Regions from separate parts of the Sus scrofa genome. Here region 2 is linked to region 1. The links are chromatin contacts, called in public HiChIP or PLAC-seq maps. All regions are on one chromosome and are shown on one strand. Each heading gives the region's core, a stretch centred on a gene start, on an enhancer-like site or on the middle of the called end of the contact. The rest is flanking DNA. Distances are from core to core; before and after follow the strand shown.

The links. HiChIP or PLAC-seq counts read pairs in DNA pulled down with a chosen protein or histone mark.
Region 2: an H3K27ac HiChIP or PLAC-seq map of alveolar macrophages shows a contact between it and region 1. The contact joins two enhancer-like sites. A contact is called at or near these places in 2 of 5 promoter capture datasets (fetal liver and liver) and 1 of 2 datasets of contacts at active chromatin or transcription factors (alveolar macrophages).

The regions. Positions count from the first base shown.
Region 1 is chr7:112,603,083-112,606,703 of Sscrofa11.1, reverse strand. All of the region lies in intron 7 of RPS6KA5 (ribosomal protein S6 kinase alpha-5), which reads left to right. Among named protein-coding and RNA genes, the nearest start is that of TTC7B, 86 kb to the right of the region's middle. Within about 2 kb of position 1,908, at least 5 of the 83 cell types and tissues checked have an H3K27ac peak or open chromatin away from gene starts, as enhancers often do. A contact at or near this core is called in alveolar macrophages, where this site is marked.
Region 2 is chr7:112,894,433-112,898,053 of Sscrofa11.1, reverse strand. All of the region lies in intron 1 of GPR68 (ovarian cancer G-protein coupled receptor 1), which reads left to right. Among named protein-coding and RNA genes, the nearest start is that of GPR68, 8.0 kb to the left of the region's middle. Within about 2 kb of position 1,698, at least 31 of the 83 cell types and tissues checked have an H3K27ac peak or open chromatin away from gene starts, as enhancers often do. A contact at or near this core is called in alveolar macrophages, where this site is marked.

The DNA.
Region 1 (3,621 bases), core at 659-3,158:
ACAGTTAAAAAATGCCTCAGAATAACAGGAAACCTTGACCGTAGTCTTGAAAAGTTGGGTCCCCTTTCAAGGTCATACATGTCCTGGATGACAAGTAAAAATGCAGAATTAACCTGACAGCATTAAATAGTGTTTTCTCTATTCTCTCTTTCTGATCCCACATCCACAAGCAATCATCTTTTCCCAGTTTTCCTTTCCACTGTGGGTTCTGCCTGTAGAGAGAGTCTATTTTGCTGGTCACAGTGGCAGGCGTATTCTTAACCAAAGGATGTTCAAATTTAAATTGCTTTTATTGCCCTTAGATCAGTTAGTTGGCATTCTGGTTTTAGCAAGAGAAAGACAGCCTGGAGCAGATTGTCTAAAATCTTAAACCTAGAGCAAATTTCCCAAGAATTTAATTAGGGTTCTTTCTCCTTAATTAATTATTCACTTTGTCATGTTGTTAATGATTTTGTTGAAAGCTTGGTGTTAACCTCTGATTCCATGGTTTTTGTTTTGTTTTGCTTTGTTACTGAAAATTACAAACAGTGTCATAGCTGAGTTGTCCTACTTTACTTTTTCCTTTCAAGATAATCATTCTGATTGTCTTTTCTGATGTAAGATCTTCCATAGTCTCTTCTTTATAAAATATGCACCATTCAGATAAGTGTATCATTATCTTGTCCCCAAATGTCTTAATTACCCAGCACTCTTTCTGATAATTGAATTCTTGCGTTCCTTAATTATTGTGATCTTCCCCGAACTCTGTATACTTTCTATAGTTTTTCTTTGAGATGCTTCAAAATAATAGATTATCCACGTCATCTGATTGCCTGTTGCCCACAGGTAGCCTAAAACTGGGACATATGTGTTTTTCTGGTTATCAAAATTCAAAATATAGGAGTTCCCGTCGTGGCGCAGTGGTTAACGAATCCGACTAGGAACCATGAGGTTGCGGGTTCGGTCCCTGCCCTTGCTCAGTGGGTTAACGATCCGGCGTTGCCGTGAGCTGTGGTGTAGGTTGCAGATGCGGCTCGGATCCCGAGTTGCTGTGGCTCTGGCGTAGGCCAGTGGCTACAGCTCCGATTAGACCCCTAGCCTGGGAACCTCCATATGCCGCGGGAGCGGCCCAAGAAATAGCAACAACAACAACAACAACAACAAAAAAAAAATTTCAAAATATAGAGTTCTCATTGTGGCTCAGCAGGTTATGAACCCAGCTAGTATCCATGAGGATGCAGGTTCGATCCCTGGCCTCACTCACTGGGTTAAGAATCTGGCATTGCCGTGAGCTGTGGTGTAGGTCACAGATATGGCTCGGATCTGATGTTGCTGTGGCTGTGGTGTAGGCTGGCAGTTGAAGCTCCAGTTTGATCCCTAGCCTGGGAACTTCCCTATGCCGCGGGTGTGGCCCTAAAAAAAAAAAAAATTAAAATGTAATAAGAATGTAGAATGGGATGACGGCTTTCTCCTGGGTGACCATCATCCTTGTCTCTGACGGTCACCTCCTTTCTGTCCAAGTACCATCAGTGAACAGAGAGCATTGTGTGTAAGGTATTTTCAAGGAAGTACTCCCATTTTTTAACTTTAGCTAGACAGAATGTCCCCCCCAAAAAAAAACAAACCTGAAATCAGCCCCCTCTGCACATCAATCCTGGTCCCGTCCTCTAAAGACCAGAGGAATTCTTTTGTTTCTCCCAGACGTCGCTTTAGGTGTTTGAAGGTAGTTTGATCTAGAGTGAACCTTTTGGGTTCTCTTAACTGTTCGTTTGAAATCACTTCCACATTCCTCGTGCCTTGGTGCCATTGTGAGCAGGCATTACATTGTCAGCATTATGGGCTTGAATGACTGCTCTTTGGCTTTCCTGCAAGTCTGTTTCTTATTTTTATTTCATGGACGTAGCCTGTGTACTTCCTACTTGGGCCCCTCCTACTAGCTCCTACTCCCTCTGCGTCGAGCTTCCTCTTTCAGGGAGTATGTTTCTGCCACGCAGGAAGGTGTCCCCTCAGGTCTTCTGCCTCCCCTCCAGAAGGAGCCTTGTCCGTGCCCGGGGCTGCATAAACCAGGGTAGCTGGGTGTTCCCTCCCATCAGGACGCAGAGGTTTTGTTTGCAGCTCTTTCATCATCTCCGCCAGGGTTGTTTCTGTCTCACTTTCTCTGCCTTAGAGATTTGCAAAGTATCTGCCAAACGATATTTATTTGGTTCTTCATTATCTGTCAATAAAATATGCTTTGGAGTTCCTGTTGTGGCTCAGCGGGTTAAGAATGAGACTAGTATCCATGAGGATGTGGGTTCCATCCCTGGCCTTGCTCAGCAGGTTAGGGATATGGCATTGCTGCAAGCTGCAGATTCTATGTTGCTGTGGCTATGGTGCAGCCTGGCCACTGCAGCTCAGATTCAACCCCTATCCTGGGAACTTCCAAATGCTGCAGGTGTGGCCCCCCCAAAAAAAAGAAAAAAAGAAAGAAATAAAATATTGGAGTTCCCACTATGGTGCACTGGGGTCCAGAGCATCTCTGTGGAACCAGGACACAGGTTCAATCACCAGCCCAGCACAGTAGGTATTAAAGGATCTGGGTGTTGCCACAGCTAGTGGCATAGGTTGCAACTGTGGGTTAGATGTGATCCCTGGCCTGGGGCAGCCAAAAAAGAGAAAATATATATATATAAATATATACAGACATATATATATTCTTTAGTAATGCAACTCATTGTACTGTTATAAGTATAATGTTGTAAATTCAGGTTTAAGTGTTATCAAAATAATGGGTTAAATAGAGCTCTAGTTGTGTACTTTAAGTTGGGGTCTGCAAACTAGGGCCCACAGGCCAGATCCATTCTGCTGCCTAGGAGCTAAGAATGGTTTTTACATTCTCTCTTTTTTTTTTTTTTTTTTGGTCTTTTTAACAACTGCACCAGGGCACAGCCCAGGCTAGGGGTCAAATTGGAGCTGCAGCTTCCAGCCATGGCCTCAGCCACAGCAATGCGGGATCCAAGCCATGTCAGTGACCTACATCACAGCTCGTGGCAACACCGGATCCTTAACCCACTGAGCGAGGCGAGGGATCGAACCCTCATCCTCATGGGTGCTTAACCCACTGAGCCACACCAGGAACTCCTTTACATTCTTAAGTGGTTGAAAAAAGTCAAAAGACAGACAAAATTTGGTGACGTGAAAATTATATGAAATTTGAGCTTGGGTGTCCATCAGTGGTTGTCTTAGAACACGGTGTGCTGGTCCATTTACAATGTGTCCCACTGCTCTCCTGCTGCAGCAGCACTCAGCAGTTGCCCCAGAGATCAAGTAGCTTCCAAAGCTTGAATTATGGCCTTGTATTCGTTATCCATTATCCATTGCTTAGTAACAAATTACCTCAAATCTTAGTGGCTTAAGACAATGTGCATTTATTATCTCAGTTTCTGTGGATCAGGAATCCGGGCACAGCTCAGCTGAGTTCTCTACTTCAAGGTCATTCGCAGGCTGCAATCAAAGTGTTAGCTGGGCTGTCGGGATCTCAAGGCTCAGCTGGAAAAGGATCTGCTTCCAGGTGCATGTGGTTGTTGGCAGGATTCAGTTCCTCTGGGCTGTTGGACCGAGAGCCTCAGTTCCTTGCTGGCTGTTGGCGGAAGACCGTCTTTA
Region 2 (3,621 bases), core at 449-2,948, 290 kb before region 1:
GCCTCCACCTCAGTGAGTCTCCTCCTGGCTGCCCTCTGGAATTGTCCAGAGAGCTTTTAAAAACACTGATCCTAGCACCTCACCTCCTGAAAGTATGATTTAATTCATCTGGGGTGTGGGGCCTGGGCAATGGTGTTATTTTTTATAAGCACCCTGGGTATTTACTAATGCAGTTGTGACCCACTGGCCCAGATGTTGGTTGCCAGCAGCTGGAGGGTGAAGCCCTGGGGGTGAGAGTGGAAAGAGTCAGCTTCCCCCGCCCTTGCCTGCTGTCCTGTGGCTCTTGTATCCGTGGAATATTCTAGTTACCTCAGCGACACCCTGTCTGGCTCGAGTGAGGACCTCTGGCTCAGGGCTCAGCATCCTGTACCTCCTGGGGTCCTGCAGGTGCTCAAAGGTGGCTGGGAGGGTAGAATCAGCACTCCTGCTCCTCCTGCATCCTCCCAAGTCCCTGGGGTCCCTGCCCCGAATTCAGACGCTGGCCCTCCTGCCAAGTCGGTCGGTCGTTATATCTTGGGTTTGTGGAAAGGAGCCCCAGGGCCTGGGGGTGGGGGCGGTGGGGAGCAGTCCTGCTGCCTTCATCACCGCCCTCATCCTCTGGCTGCCGAGGGTTCCTTGCGGCCACCCAGCCTGACAGCAGATCTGAGTTCCCATGATTCTGCCTCAGCTCAGGAATGGGCAGCCTCCGGCTGGGATTTTCTGGACCGAGCTGGGAGGCGTGGTCTGCGCGAAATCGCCAGAGCGGGGAGCTTGGGTCCCGGCTGCAGGGTCGCCCCGGGGGTCCGCCAGGGGCGTGCAGTCTCCTCCCCACCCGAAGGTCTCCGCGAGCCGGCGCAGGAGGAAGCCGGCTGTCTAAGGTTTGCGGGCAGAGCTGCAGCGGCGGCGGCCAGAGTCAGCGGGGACCCGGATCCCCTTGGGCTGCCGCTCCTGCCTGCTCCTCCCCCTTCCTGGGCTCCAGAGGCTGAGCACACGGGCGGCAGTCCAGCTGTTTCCACACCGGGATCATGACCCAGTAGTGGGTTAGGAAAGCAGTTTGGTAGCTCACCACCTGCATTTAAAAAATCAAAAGAGAGTAGAAATGATCTGAGCAGCTCGCAAGTGGTAGGGTGAGTATTGCTCCGGGAGGTGTGTGTCTCCGTGTGTGTGTCCTCTGCATTTGATGTCTTTGTGTGCTGGTTACAAGGTCAAGTGCATTCCTTGCTGTGGTCTGGGGTCCAGAGAGCTCAAAGGCAGTGAGGTGGTGCCTAGAAGCCGGGGCTCTGGATGCAGATCCACCGCCTTCCTGTGCGGCCGTGAGCAGCGAGGTTAGCCTCCCCGGGCTTCCGAGTCTGTGAAATGGGCTCCCAGGGACAGCGCCATGGACTCACTGCGACTTTGGGAGCCCAGAGGGGACTGAACTTTGAAACCGTTTCGGGGGCTTAGACTTGAGATCGTCTCCTCTCTGTGGCTGGAGCGAGGCTGTCTAGGGGACAACTGGGGACTAAGGGGAAAAAAAAAATGCAGCCTGCTCTCTACTCCTGTCTCAGAGAAAGACATCAACAGCTTCTGAAAAGAGCCCCAGAAACTGAAACAGCCCTTTTAAAGAGTGTGCAAGTTTGACCAGCAAAAGGGAAAGGAAGCAGGGCGGGCAGGAAGCTCCCGGCTCTGTGTGCTGGGGGCTCCCCTGAGCAGAGAGTAACTGTGCGTGTCAGTGTGCCACCGCTCTGAAAAGCCAGGCGACAGATTAGATCACTGTTTATGTGCCGGCTGAAGGCGCAGGCACCTCCGCCTTCTGGCTGGGAATGTGCAGGCAGCCCGTAGCTTGAGTCAGAGGCCCTTCCCTTCTTCGGGGGCTTAACTGCTCTTGGAAGTTCAAGTCCTCTGTGCTGATGGGCGTTTGTGGAAGGTTTGCTTACAGGTGCTGCATTGCTTCGGGGTAGGCTCTCCATTTCTGAGCTGGATGATAAAGCGAGGCGGCTGCAGTGGTTCTGTGTTGGGAGTCTTTGCCCCAAAGCCCGCCTCCACCCCCCCCACCCCCTTGGAGCACCAAGCCCTGGGCACACAGGAGGTTTTCCTCCGTGGGCATTGAGGAAGTGGTTGACCTGGCAGAGCATCCGTCAGGGCCAAGGAGCTTGCCCAAGACCAAGCCTGGGGGCCTTGTGCTGGCATCTAGGGGGACTAGAGCCTGATGAAGTCTGGAGGTGGGGGGGGGTTGCTCCCAAGCAGGTGTGATGAAGAGAAAGATGGCGTGGTGTAAAGGGGGACGTGGGCCAGTCTGAGTTCAAAACCCGCCTTACCACATTGTAGCTGTGGAATCTTGAGCAGCTTGTTTTTCCATCTGTAAAATGGGTGCCAGTGAGAGCGGTATTGAGGGAGAGTACGGATGTGCTGAAATGTCCTTGGCACGCGGAGGGCTCTCACCCTTGGTCCTTCCGTCCCGACTCTGTTTTCCCATTTACAGGATGCTTTGCATTCACTGTGCCTTTGCTTTTTGAGGAGTAAGCTTTCTGTGGAGAACAAGCAGAGAAGGGACGCTCTTGGCAAGATGTGGAATCCATGCAGAGGTGCCTGTCCTTGGGGAATGGCAGGAAAGAGGCCTGGCTGGGATAAGGCCTGGGTGAAAACGCAGGACCCTCTGCGACCAGCTTAGGTAGCCTAAGCAGATGCCAGGCTGCTGGAGAGGAGGTCACAGCGATTCCTCCCTCTCCCTCTTCTATTTCTACTAATGACATTTCCATGGTCCTAGCGCCCAACCTCAAAACCCCATCCACCCACCCAGCCATCCATCCACCCACTCAACCATCCATCCACCCACCCAGCCAGCCATCCACCCACCCAGCCAGCCATCTCCCCATCTGTTCACTCACCATCTTCCCATCTACCCCCTCAGCCTTTTATTTACTCATCTTACTCATCCACCTCCCCAGCCAGCCAGCCAGCCACCCACATACCTCTCCACACATCCATTCATCTAACAAAGAATTTGGGGGCGCTCATGATGACCAAGCATTGAGGAACATCTCACATTTGTCCCTGTTTGTCCCCACCTCCCTTTGAATGAGTTGGCAGTTTCTCTAGCTTCTTGTGGTTAACTCTCTGGCCATGCCCTCCTCACAGCTAGCCCGTTGTGCCAAGCTACCTTCAGTTCCCCACAGGTTCCTCTCTGGCATTTAGCCTGTTCCCTGTGTCATTTCCATGGACAGAAACTCCCCTCTGCCCTGGCCACCCTCCCTGCTTCTCTGGCTTTTCTGGCTGGGTCGGGTCGTCTCCTGTGTACTCTCTTAAAGTCCTGTCCTCCCACTAGGAGCAAATCTTCTCTTTTCTTCTTCCTCCCATGAAACTAAAAGCAACTTGAGTTCCTCTAGGGGCCAGTATCTAGTACAGTGCCTTCCATCTAACAGACACTCAGTATGTGCTGTACAAATGGATAAGTCGGTGGATGGGTGGATGGGTGGATGGATGGGTGGATGATTGGAGAGCCATTGCAGGGTTTGAAGCAGGAGTGATTAGGTTAGATCTGTATTTTAGAGGATGGCTTCGAGGCTGCTAAGATGGAGACAGGGAATCCCATCAAGTCTGCGCACTGATGCTGGGGAGGAAGTCTTGGCCAAGCCAACCTGGAGCTCTGGCGAGGGAGCTGAA